Regions from separate parts of the Mus musculus genome. Here regions 2 and 3 are each linked to region 1. Evidence: chromatin contacts called from public promoter capture Hi-C data. All regions are on one chromosome and are shown on one strand. Each heading gives the region's core, a stretch centred on a gene start, on an enhancer-like site or on the middle of the called end of the contact. The rest is flanking DNA. Distances are from core to core; before and after follow the strand shown.

The links. Promoter capture Hi-C pulls out the DNA fragments that hold promoters and counts their contacts.
Region 2: a promoter capture Hi-C map of pre-B cells shows a contact between it and region 1, with 3 times the contacts expected there. The contact joins the promoter of Uspl1 here to the promoter of Rfc3 in region 1.
Region 3: a contact with region 1 is called in a promoter capture Hi-C map of pre-B cells, with 4 times the contacts expected there. The contact joins the promoter of Hsph1 here to the promoter of Rfc3 in region 1. A contact is called at or near these places in 6 of 39 promoter capture datasets (the 3T3-L1 cell line, the C10 cell line, the HPC-7 cell line and 3 more) and 1 of 9 other capture datasets (liver).

The regions. Positions count from the first base shown.
Region 1 is chr5:151,648,843-151,652,919 of GRCm38.p6, reverse strand. It overlaps Rfc3 (replication factor C (activator 1) 3), which reads left to right and starts at 1,712. Exons shown (of 9, transcript NM_027009.2): 1 at 1,712-1,854; 2 at 2,911-3,048. The coding sequence starts at 1,768.
Region 2 is chr5:149,182,583-149,186,659 of GRCm38.p6, reverse strand. It overlaps Uspl1 (ubiquitin specific peptidase like 1), which reads right to left and starts at 2,100. Exons shown (of 9, transcript NM_001115149.1): 1 at 1,854-2,100.
Region 3 is chr5:149,634,035-149,638,111 of GRCm38.p6, reverse strand. Hsph1 (heat shock 105kDa/110kDa protein 1) reads left to right here and starts at 1,797. Exons shown (of 18, transcript NM_013559.2): 1 at 1,797-2,142. The coding sequence starts at 2,036.

The DNA.
Region 1 (4,077 bases), core at 463-2,962:
AAGACACCAAGACCAAGGCAACTCTTTTAAAGGATAACTGTTAATTAGGGCTGGCTTACAGGTTCAGAGGTTCATTCCATTATCATCATGGCAGGAAGCATGGCAATGTCCAGGCAGGCATGGGGCTGGAAGAGCTGGGTGTGCTATATCTTGTTCTGAAGACAAGCAGAAGACTGGCTTCCTGGTAGGTAGGAGGAGAGTCTCAAAGCCCACCCCCACAGTGATACACATCTTCCAACAAGGCCACACCCCCTAATAGTGCTACTCCTTCCCTGGGCCAAGCATATTAAAACTGCGTGGTGCTCCTCAGAGGAGGGCCTCAGTCTTGTAATGGAGTGCTGTTAGTACAAGATTTAGACCCAGATTTAGCTTGTGAGCTAGCTTACATAATCTAGCAGTAGCTATCACAGCTTAGACAGATGGACCATTTTGTGGCTACAGGGTCCAATCCTTTGGACAGGTACATCACAGGGTGTTTCCATGGTCCCAAAATTTGGATTAAAAGCCCTTCTGTCTTGTTTTATGGACAAACAGATGAAAAAGTTTTGAGACATCTGGAAGTTTTAGGGCTGGAGTCAATGCTAGAGCTGTTTCTAAAGCTTCAAATACCTTTTGTTCAACCTCAGTCCAGATTAAGGGCTCAGTGCCCTGCTTCGTGCTGGTGTGTAGTGAGAGGCCTTGCTCTGCTTACAAACTCTGGAATCCAGAGGCAGCACTACTCCATTGCCCCTAGGAACATACCTATATAGTAGTTTCTATAGTGATTCCAAATCTCATCAAGCTGATGACCAAGATTAACCATAGCAACAAGCTTTCAGGTGTCTGAAAGAAACTTCTGAAGCTACTGCAGGGAGCAGATCAGAGCTGTGTCTCTGGCCTTGGCCCTCTGGCTATGATTTGAGGACTCTATCCTTCCTTCCCAGCCACTTCCTCAGGTCTCACAAGTTGAAGAATTCCAAGTATGGTTATAAGTTAAAAAATACAGGGCAACCAATTAAAATCTAATTTCAGATAAAAATTAATTTCATTGCAAATATTGCCTGGGACACACACCGAAATGTTATTGGGGATCTAAATGTTATTGGGGGCATCTGTGTGTTGTATTTGTGAAAACAAGTAAACCTAGGTTTTTTTTTTTTCTATGTTCTCTTCACATTCTTTCAATCTTTTAGATTAAAAGAATATACCCTAGGATCCACCATGAACTACCTGTCTTTGGACGTTGTCTGTCATGCTTCTGGGTACTTTCGCTTCTGATTTCCTTTACTTTCTATTTCCTTTACTTTCCTAGTTCAGAACATATAGTTCACAGAGGCATGTAGGCAAATGCTCATTGAATATTGGAGTTTGTTTATTATTTTAAAGAAAAGCAGTTCTACTAATAAAGATAACAGATTATGTAGCACTAATTAGAATGAAGTTGTGAATCAGTGAATAAATGAAAGAATGAAATGGAGGGAATTTCCTTCCCTAAGAACTCAGATTGGACGAACCTGAATGTCAGAGATACATCTTTAATTCCTTCGAATGTTTTCTAAAATGTTACAGGGTGAGAACAAAGAGGCAGCCACTGCCCGGTAAATCCAGCGACTGTTGGTGCAGTGGTGGAAGTGGGAACTGCAGCGACTGCTCCACTCCCGGTTGAGATTGCCCAGTCTCCCTATCCGGAAGTCGCCGGGTGCCGGAAGTGACGTCGCACGCTTTCGCGCTCGCGGGAAAACTCTACTGTCTAAGCGGCGGGTCCGCTGGTGCGACTGTGGAGCGGTCATGAGCCTCTGGGTGGACAAGTACCGGCCGAGCTCCCTTGCCCGGCTGGACTATCATAAGGAACAGGCAGCACAGCTGCGCAACCTGGTGAGCCGCCCTGCTCAGCAGCTTCCTGCACAGCCCGGGGAAGGGAAGGGAAGGGAAGGGAAGGGAAGGGAAGGGAAGGGAAGGGAGGGAGGGAGGGAGGAGGCGGGCGCCCCGGTGCTAGCGAGGGGGTCAGAGTGACGCGTTCCTCAAAGTGCGGTGTGTTTGCTGCCGGGAACCTCAATGGCTTGGTGTGGGGACCAGAAGAAGGCCAGTGTAGTGGAGAATCAGGAGCAAGCAGCGGCGGTAGGGGGCGGGGATGGGGGTGTGCCCGGGCCTCGGTGTTACTGCAAATGCCTGATGGGCTCTCCCGCTACAGAGAGCTTAGGTGGGAAGCTGATAGAGGTGACTGTGCCCCGGACCCTGTTCTTAGTTACTGCGGAATCACAGCTAAGGCTTTTCTGAAAAGGAGAGATTATTTTAACGAGTGCCGCGATCGTTCATATGAGAGCTTTTGGAAGACTCGAGGGTGAAGTGGAAGATATGTTTTAGGTTTGGTTTTGGTTTTGGTTCGTGATGCATGCACTAATTTGAAATAGAATATTATGCTTCGTTAATACACGTGCCGGTTTTCCTTGCAAAAGCTTTAATGTTCAGTTTCCCGGTGGCAAGATCAAGACCCCATGTTAATAGTACTCTTTCGTTTGATGGCACTCTGTTACTGCTGTCTTTTCCATAGCATTGATCAACCTTGATCTAGTGTGAAGTTCTTCTGTCTCTTCCAAGTGAACTTACAAGGAAATCAGCGCACCTGCTTCTGAGCAAGAGGACCATTATGGGGAGCCCGGGCCAGACAAGCATCTGTCTTAGTTACAGAGATTGGGTTCGCCTTCTGTCATCCCTTAGTTTCAAACGGGCCCTTCAGATAGCTTACTTAGGGAGTGCCTACTTTTAAGCATTTAGTGCATGTAAATTAGATTAAATTAGTGTCCAGAGTTTGGTACATTTTCTGTTGGAGCTGGATGGTAAACAGAATATCTTGGAACTTTAAAAGTGGTTTGTTTAACTTAGTTCACCCAGTTTAACTAAGATATAATGTCTTGTTCTTTTTTTCCTTAGGTGCAGTGTGGAGACTTTCCTCACCTCTTAGTATATGGACCATCAGGTGCTGGAAAAAAGACAAGAATTATGTGTATTCTACGTGAACTTTATGGTATCGGGGTGGAAAAACTGAGAATTGAGCATCAGACTATCACAGTAAGCATCTTGGGTTGAAGCTTAGCAGATGTTTCTGGAGGGGACTTTTAATCCTGGTCATGTGTATATCTCTCCCCACCACTAGCCAGTGACTAGTGTGTGACTTAGGAAGTTGTGTGTCTGTGTGCTTGTGTGGGTGAAGGTGGCATGAGTAGAGTTACTGTTAGCTGCCAGTCCTCTTTCCCATTGTATTTAAGACAGAGATTTCCTTCCACTCTGCCAAGCCCAGCTGGCAGGCGGACCTGGGAGCTTCTGGGGATTCTCCTGTCTCTGCCGCCCACCTCTCTGAGGTCCCTGGTATTACAGACAGTTGCAATTGGACCAGCGCTACAGCTTTTATACGGAGTCATCAAACTTGCATGTGTCCACACCACAAGTGTATTTCACTCAGCCATTTCCCCAGTCCCTGAAATGCCCTTCTCTCAAGTGTCCTCAGCCCAGCAGAACTGGCAGTTCCTTACACATGATAGTGTGTAGCTTGCCTTGGTTATGGTTTTTTACCTTTTACCTCAGTGGGATGAGAGAATATGCCATGTCAATTTCAAGGCCTTCATGGCATCTAATAACAGTGTCGTAATGATATTTTGTGTTCAGAGGGAAAAAATGCTTAGTGGGGATGGTCATGCTGTTAATAAAATCTTCAGGAGGGTGATGTTGAATTAACTCAGAAGAAACAATATTCTACAAGACAAAAGAACTGAATAAATAGAAATATAAAGTATGTTCTCACACGGGAGGCTTAATATTTAGAAGTCTCTGTCCCAAGTTACGGTATAAATTTCAGTCAGAATACTAATGTTGAAAAAGTGTATGATGCCACCCTAAATCCCATATGGAGGACACATTTCTGAAATGAGATAAGGTTATGAAGAAGAGAAGTGAAACGGGTGTATTAGTTCATCCCTAAATTGTTTAATATAAACTAGATTAAGGCAAGGTAGGTTTATTTGAAGGGACGACGGGAGAGAGAGACTATTGGGATGAATTAATTTTAAGAAATAGAAATAGCAAGTTTTATGGCAAATCACC
Region 2 (4,077 bases), core at 851-3,350, 2.5 Mb after region 1:
CAGCCTCAGCTACAAAGGAACTCAAAGTCTACCTGGGCTGAGAGAGACAGAGAGTCAGAGAGAGAGACAGACACACAAAGAGAGGTCAGTATTAGTGAATCTCAATTTCCAGAAGCTGGAAAAGTAATCACAACTGTTAGCTGGTTCTACTTATAACCTAGAGAATTACAGGGCACAGGAAAGTCAATGTGCTTAAGTGGTAAAAGCCTAGGCTACACACCTGGATTTGTTCTAAGAACAAAATGAAGTTGCGCTGACAAGATACTAACACCTAAGTTACAGTTACCATCTGGTCTACTTTGCTCTGAGGGAAAGAGATGTGTTGCTTCTGTCATTCTGCATTCATTCTCAGAAGAGAAACCTGCAGACTCCTAAAAAGGGTGTTGAGAAAACTTTTTATCTGCCTGAGGGTCTAGGTAACTGTGTGGAATAAGGTTCTTTCTCAATATGGAGGTAAAAATGAGAAACCTTCAAGTCTGCTTTCCTGTCAATAAAGAAGTCAAGGCATATTCGAGCATGGTGGTTGATGCACGCCTTTAAGCCTTTTAATTCCATTGCACAGATCTCTCTCAATAGAACTACTGCAGATTTCTGTGAGTTTCAAGCCAGCCTGTTTCACACAGTGAATTCCAAGCCAGGAAGGTTTATATAGTGAGACCCTGTCTATGGAAGGAAGGAAAGGAGAGGGAGGGAAGGAGAGAAGGAGGGAGGAGACCCATTAAGATGGTAGTAGAAACACTAAACAATATTAAGAAATTCCCCCTCCCCAAAGAATATTCAAGTTTTAAAATACCAGAAGTAGACTCTTGGGGTTTTTCAAGCACTGTATTATACACAAAACCCCGGGGTGGGTCTCAAATTTCAATTTGTCTAGGAATAAATTACCTTCATTATCTTTTCTCCAAGTGTAACTGCTAGCTCCTCCCTGTACAGTATCTAAATTTTGGCATCTTTTGGGTTTCCAAATACAGACTAGAAAGTTTGTGCCGTCTACTCACTCTCATCTCCCATGTTTGCACAGTAGGCGCCATCTAAACTCGTGAACGAGGCTTTGGAAATGTTTCGAACTTGTCTCTCTTTCCATTCATATCACTGTCAAAATGACAGCTCCGCTTCAAACCACCTATTTAATCCAATCTGATTGTAGGAAGTCCGCCCAAACAGCTCAGTACATCCTAAAGATTATGACATGAGCTTATTTCAAGGAGAACAACCAAGGTTTTCCAGTGTTCATCTCCGGCACTTTTCCTCTTACCTACGCCCACCACCGAGCCCCCACCTTCAACGTAGGTAAGTCGCATTCCGGAGACCTTAATGGGAGATATCAGCCCAGAATAGATCCATTTAGCAGCCAATCACGAGAGGGATTTAAATTTAATTCACTGCATGTGTAGAAACTATTACAGGTATTCAAAGGGCCTGGAACCCTTCGGAGCTTTATCTCTCGGCTCTGCATATGAATTTTCAAGGCCAGCAGACTTAAGCCCCAGCGAAGGGATAGGCTTTACAGAGCCCAATACTGCTTGGTACCCAGTCCAGCTTCCCGAATTTGAGACGGATGGGTCCACGCGAACTGAGCTTCAAAAGCCTACCAAGGAAGTCCAAGAGGCGCGGCGTTCCGTTACCCAGCCCATCTCCACGCTCTTCGTGGGGCGGGCACAAACTCTGGTTTCTCTTCAGCGTTTACCTCTTTGAGCCTAACCGGAACCTGAAGACCCAGCCTGCACCTCCATCCTCCACCTTGCCCACCACAACCTCGTTCCTACCCCATCTTTTCAGCGCGCCAACGACCCACCCCGGGCACTCCAGCCGTCCCAATTTCTACTTCCCGAGGGAACTACTGTCTTCCTTACCCTCCCGAAGTACGCTCCTTCTTCGCATACAGTGGACCCGAACTCCTCTTCCAGCTTGAGGTCCCCACCATCTAACCGTAACGTTCAACCCACGTTCCCTCGGACGGCTCCTCCCCCACAGCCCTCTCCGCCAGGAAAGCAACTTCCGCCTGCGAGTCCGCCGCCCAAGAGCTACCCCACAAACACTTTCCTGCGGCAGGCAGCCCTGCTTGAGAGCACGCGGGCAGGGCCGGGGAAGGGGAAGACCAGAGCACTTCCGGCAGGGCTCCGCAGAGGCGTGGCTTGCCCGCCCAGCAGGCGCAGGCGCAGTGGGAACTGCGGCGACAGGGCGGGGCCCCTCGCTACAGAGCCTGCAAAGTGTGAGTCGGGAGGACGGGGGAGGGGGAGGGGGAGGGAGCTGGAGGGGGTGGGGCAGGCTTGGTTCTGGAAGCTGCTGGAAAGCGCTGGAGTGGCGGAGGTGACGCCAGAGGCTAGGGGGCGGGGCGTGATTAAAATTAGTGCGCGGCCTTCAGCGGAGGGATTACGCGGCAGAGGAAGGAGAGGTCGCTGGGCGGCTGCCTGCCTGGCGCGCAGGCGCAGTGATGGGCCTCCCTGGCGGGCCGTCATGGCGGACGCCACGACGGGCTCCCATAGTTGGTTCTTTTCGGCCCGCGCGCCACCACCCTACGTGTTCACAAACGGTTACCACACACGGAGCTGCCCCTCCCTTCTTCCCCAAACCCATCCTTGGAGGCCACTTTTTCTTTCTTCCCTCTCTGATCTGCTCACGGTAAGGGGGGTAGCGAAAGACGAGCACTTGACCCGGGGTGGCACTGAGCAGCCGACCCGCGCATCTCAGCAGCCGCCCTGCCTCCTTGAACTTCAGAGAGGGGAGAGCTCAGTTGCTAAGTTTTAAGAACTGCCTTCGTAGAAAGGTCATGTGGTGTCAGGGAGGTCATGACTGATCGCGTCCATGAGGACATCCTATTCTTGGAGTCCTTTGCATAGACTGTTTCCGTGGCCTGGGACTACAATTTGGGATTTTTTCTGGACCTTACAGGAATCATGACTGGCATTTTGGATTGCGGTCCTGTAGGGTTTCATTAGTGGTCTTAAACGACCATGTTCTGGCAGAATACTGATAATTTTGGTAGCGTGCAATGGGGGAAACAAGTCCGCTGTAGGAAGAAATTATTCAATAAAAGAATTTCAGTTTGTGGTACTTAGGAATGGAAATCGCTGAGCGTTCCAACAGAGACTTTGTTAGGGTTTTTTTTCTCCTCTCTCATGACGAAAATAGACTGGTTAGGTTTTGCTTTTTTTTAATTTTATTTATCTTTGCATTTACACTACATACTGTACTGGTATATTTGTTGTAAGATCAAACAAGTAAGATTTCTTTTTGTATGGATTATGAGGTTTTTGAGAAAGTATTTCTTCCTGAGAGAGTAGCCAAGATTAATAGGATTGTTTTCTTATTCAACATGCTATTTCCATTTTTAGAGTGGAGTACACTTCCCCTCCCAATAAACACTTGCTGAATGTCAGCTCATAAATTGAATGATCTAGTTGGTTCAGTTAAAATGTAACCCGACTTTTGAGGTGTAAAGCAACATCCACAAACAACTAGAATAAAAATAAAAATGGATTATTGCTGTCTTTAATGAAAAATTTATTAAAACAAAATTTTTGGCCAGAAAAACTTAATAGTGACAAACAAAATGAAGATGGAATATGGCGGGTCGGGGAGGGGGGGGGAGAAAATTCCCAATTTACTTCAGGTTAATAATAGTCCCCAGCTGAGAAGATACCATGTACTTCTGTGTATTCTTTCCACAGTATGCAGAGTGCCTGTTTTTATATACATTGGTCCCATAGAGAGTATAGTTAACCTCAGTAAACTAAAGTAGGTTTATCTATTTCCACTTAGAAATTCATATTCAATAAATGGAAGCTTTTATTTAACTAATAATTAATTAAGCTGCAATAGGAATACAGTGCTCTGCAGATCATTTTGTGAGCTCTTGTTCTTTTTTTCTGTTGTATTCCTTAACTGAAAACAAACCTTTAGCACCAACCTGGGATATAAATGCTACCTCTAAGCCAGGTATGGTGGACACCTCTGTAAGCCCAGCACTCAGGAGGACCTTGGGTGGAAGCCAGCTTGGGCTATATAACAAATGAGTGCTTAGAGTTGAGACTTGTCCTAAAATCAAACCCTGCGGTGGTTGTGTATTCTGGTCTC
Region 3 (4,077 bases), core at 548-3,047, 2.0 Mb after region 1:
TGGTTAAGAGCACCGATTGTTCTTCCGAAGGTCCTCAGTTCAAATCCCAACAACCACATGGGAAAAAAAAAAAAAAAAAAAAAAAAAAAACTAAAGGGAAAACTGGTCAACCTCATATTCTGCTGGGTGGTGGTGGCCCACGCCTTTAATCCCAGCACTTGGGAGGCAGAGGCAAGCAGATTTCTGAGTTCGAGGCCAGCCTGGTCTACAAAGTGAGTTCCAGGACAGCCAGGGTTACACAGAGAAACCCTGTCTCGAAAAAACCAAAAAAAAAAAAAAAAAAAAAAAGAGTTTTCATATACTTAAAAAAAAGCCGGGGTGGTGGAGGTTTCAGAGACACAAAATGAAAAGAATGCCAACAAACATATTTCAAATTTAAAAACGCAGCTGCTCTGGGATAGCGTTGGTTCTTCTCCCATTTTAAATAGTTATGCTAGCAGGTGAAATAACTTAAGTGGCAAGCCGATCAATCACCACGAATAAAACTTACTCTGCAATTTGTATAGAAAGCTCCCATTTAAGCAACCCCACTTGTCCTACGGGAAGAGGCATACTTCAGGAGTTAGTTTTTAACCCTGGGCCCCAACTCTTCATTCAATTACACACTTATTTAGCAGCGCACGTTTTAATTGTGCATATTTCCATATTCTAGAGGGTACACACGGGGTTTTCAGGCAAACTTTGACGTTTTTTTTAACGGTACATAAGAATTGAAAGCAGGAGCCAGCAGCATCCACCTCTGCTTTCTCTTCATGGAACCTAAGCTTACTTTCCAAGGAAAGAAAATGAAAGGTTAGATTAAACAAGGAATAAACCATACACCCATTTATTAAACCATATTATTAGCCATTACATTAAATCATAACCTTATGGTTAGGAGTGGCAGGGTTAAACAAAGTCGGCTTAAACTAGTATCCAAAATATGCAAAACCCTGTCGGCAAAACACCAGCAGCTTCCCAAATTGCATAGCAATCAAAAGTTTTCATTTAAGAAGAAGAAGAAGAAGAAGAAGAAGAAGAAGAAGAAGAAGAAGAAGAAGAAGAAGAAGAAGAAGAAGAAGAAGAAGAAGAAGAAAACCCTTCTGTGTTTTATTCTGCAACAATCTTGCCAGCGGACAAATGTCTACAAAATATAAACCGCGTTTGCGGCTTATCCTGACGCCCCTAAATCGCAATCCATTAGCTGTTGAAAAAACAAGCAAGAACGGAACACAGAACAAAGCATACACCAGAGAAAGAGCGCGAATCGGCAGCAGCCAGCTGGGCCTCTTTTTACTGAGCCCTTAAGACAAAGCAGGATCGTGGCACGCACCACGGGCTGGACTACATATCCTAGCATGCAAAGCACCGAGGCCTCACCACTGGACTGCGTTTCCCAGCATGCAAGGCGCTAGGGTCTCCCGGCCAGACTACGCTTCCCGACATGCTCTCTGCCAACAGCAAGTTCGTGACCGGAGAGGCCTGGGGTCCCGGAGTAGTGTGTTCTTTCTCCGTCCTTTCAATAGTTTTTCGGCGTCGGGAGCCGGACACTGCCACCGGAGTCACCACTTAAGCGACAGAAGTTCCCGACCGGTTATTCACTGGAGTCAACTGGAACGAAAACTGCCCCTCAGGCTGGGGAGGGCGGGATGGAGGCCGGGCAAGCTCGGTCAGTTTTAGCCAATGGCGCCCGAGCAGCTGCCCTGTCACCATGGCAACTCAGGCCGCCCGCGGAGGGACCAGCAGTCCATTGGGTAGAATCTTTCTCGAAGGCTCGAGAAGAAGGAAGCGGAAGTGGCACGTGGAGGCGCCGGTGAGTAAAATGCTGCAGATTCTGGAAAGTTCTCCTCAGTAGGCTACATAAGGCTGAGCGATTGGGACCTCCCCTTTTGGATTGGTAGCTGAGCGGCGGCGGCTGCGTGAGAGAGGCGGGCGGCGGAGAGCGGTGGCAGAGACTGAGCGCAGTCTTGCAGGGTAAGCCGGAGGCATCTTCCCGACTGGTCGGGAGCAGGACGAGCACGCAGCGGACCCGAGGCGGAGGCGGACCGGGCCAGCCATGTCGGTGGTTGGGCTAGACGTAGGCTCACAGAGCTGCTACATTGCGGTGGCGCGGGCCGGGGGCATCGAGACCATCGCCAACGAGTTCAGCGACCGCTGCACCCCGTAAGTAGGAGCCTGGGTGGCCGGGGAGGGCTGGAGCTCGCTGCTTCCCGAGGGAGATGGTGGGTCCGGGGATTCCGGGAACCGTGACACCCCGCGACCACCTGGTCCCGCTGGCCTTCCAGGCTCGCCCCCGACTCCCCACTCAGCTTCTTCAAGCTGGCACCGGCTCCCACCTCAGCTAGGATCTCGGCAGAGCCTGGGCAACAGAGCCTTTTCCTCCGCATGGTGAATCTCCAAATGACCTAGAAGGTTCCAGAGCCTGTGCGCCGCTGCTTGCCTAGGGAGCGAGCGGACTGTTGTTAGCGACCACAGAAACACGCTATGGTGGAGGAATCCTCCGTCTCTGCGTCTCATCTACTCCTGATTTGTTAATATTGCCCTAGTGCCCCAATCGCCTTTTGGAAGCGTCCTTTTTAAAGCTCATTGTGAAAAACGTCCGTGAGAGTTTCCAGACCCAGAGTTCGTTTATTTTAACACCATTTAGAGTAAGCAGTACAAATTTAACATTGTTGTTGCTTAACACACTGCTGTGCAAAAAATTCAGTGGGGAAGATGGATTTTTTTGCTTCGGAATTAAATATTCTGCAGCAACGTGGGTGGGTAAACGGAAGCATGGTAAAAAGCAACTTTTTGAGGGGGTTAGTTTCTGAAGGTTACATATTAGAGGCAGTTAGACCTGCGTGTGCCTTCACCGACAACAGCTGTATGCTTTTTAAGGCAATCATTATAGGGCTTTTTCCCCCCATGTGCAAAGTCCAAGATAATAAATGTTAAACATCGAACCCAAAGGTAAAATCATTCCGACCTTATTAGAGGAACATTTATGAGTGAATAGGAGGAAGAAAGCCTTGCTAGGAACTTACTTTCTAAGCATGGGCTCCCTCTCTCACAAAGCCATGGTGCTCTGTGATTCGGCAATTAGTAGGAAGGCTGCCAGTCCTTCTTGCCCCCATCCTGTATGCTAAGCGCTTCTTCCTCTCTCTGCCTAAAAAGAGACAAAAGGTGTGTAGAGGAGAACAGGGAGAGCTGCTTGGGTAGCTGTGTTGCTGACCAGAATTTTTGACTGAGGTGGTTTTTTTACCCTTGGCCAAACTATGCGGTTGAAAATGGAGTTGGCTACTGATTTCTATTACAGTTGTTTGGCATGGAAAATGAGACAATCCAGTCTTACAAGTGTCTAGTCCCTCTGAGCTCAGAATCACGGGGCGTGTAGATTGAACCTTACAAGAGTACCTGCTTAGAGCGGCTAGGTCCGAGCTGTTTTTGTTACAGCAAACTTGAATGTCCTCAGTAGAGTGCCAGTTTACTCATCTCGGTCACCCATGTAGGAGGAACTGAACCCAAATTAGATTTGGATTACTAACGCTCGCCCTGTGGATTACTCTCTAATCCAAAGCCTTACTCACCGCCTCCTCCACACTCTCCATCTTGTCTCTGTTCTGGTTCTATGTATCCCCTTTCCTCTGAGAAAGCTGTCTCTCTTCATCTTGTCAAAGCAGGTGCAGTGTGAAGGCTTGGCCTCTCCTTTTCCTCAGCGTTTGTACTCCAGTCAGCAGTAACTTTGTTTCTCTTATCATCTTTATTTGACCTTACAGAGAATCTTCCAGATGGCAACCTACCTCATCCATTTCCTTTAAACTCTACAGGCATATCATAGACCTCTTAGGGTTACATAAAAACTTTTAAAAATTCTAAAGCAGATGATATATCGGGACAGAAATAAGTGTGCAGTGAAATTTAGGATTGTAGGAGGCTGATGACAGGTAGAGTTCTGTTTACTTTTGGTTGTGCATAATGCCAAGTTCCCTATCCTTTGTGACCTGGTGACTCTGTATTAGCACCCCAGGTATTGGGAGAGGGCACTCAAGCTGCACACAGATTATCAGATATTCCTTATATGTGTGAACAGGGCTGATACTTGGGCTGAATTGTCAG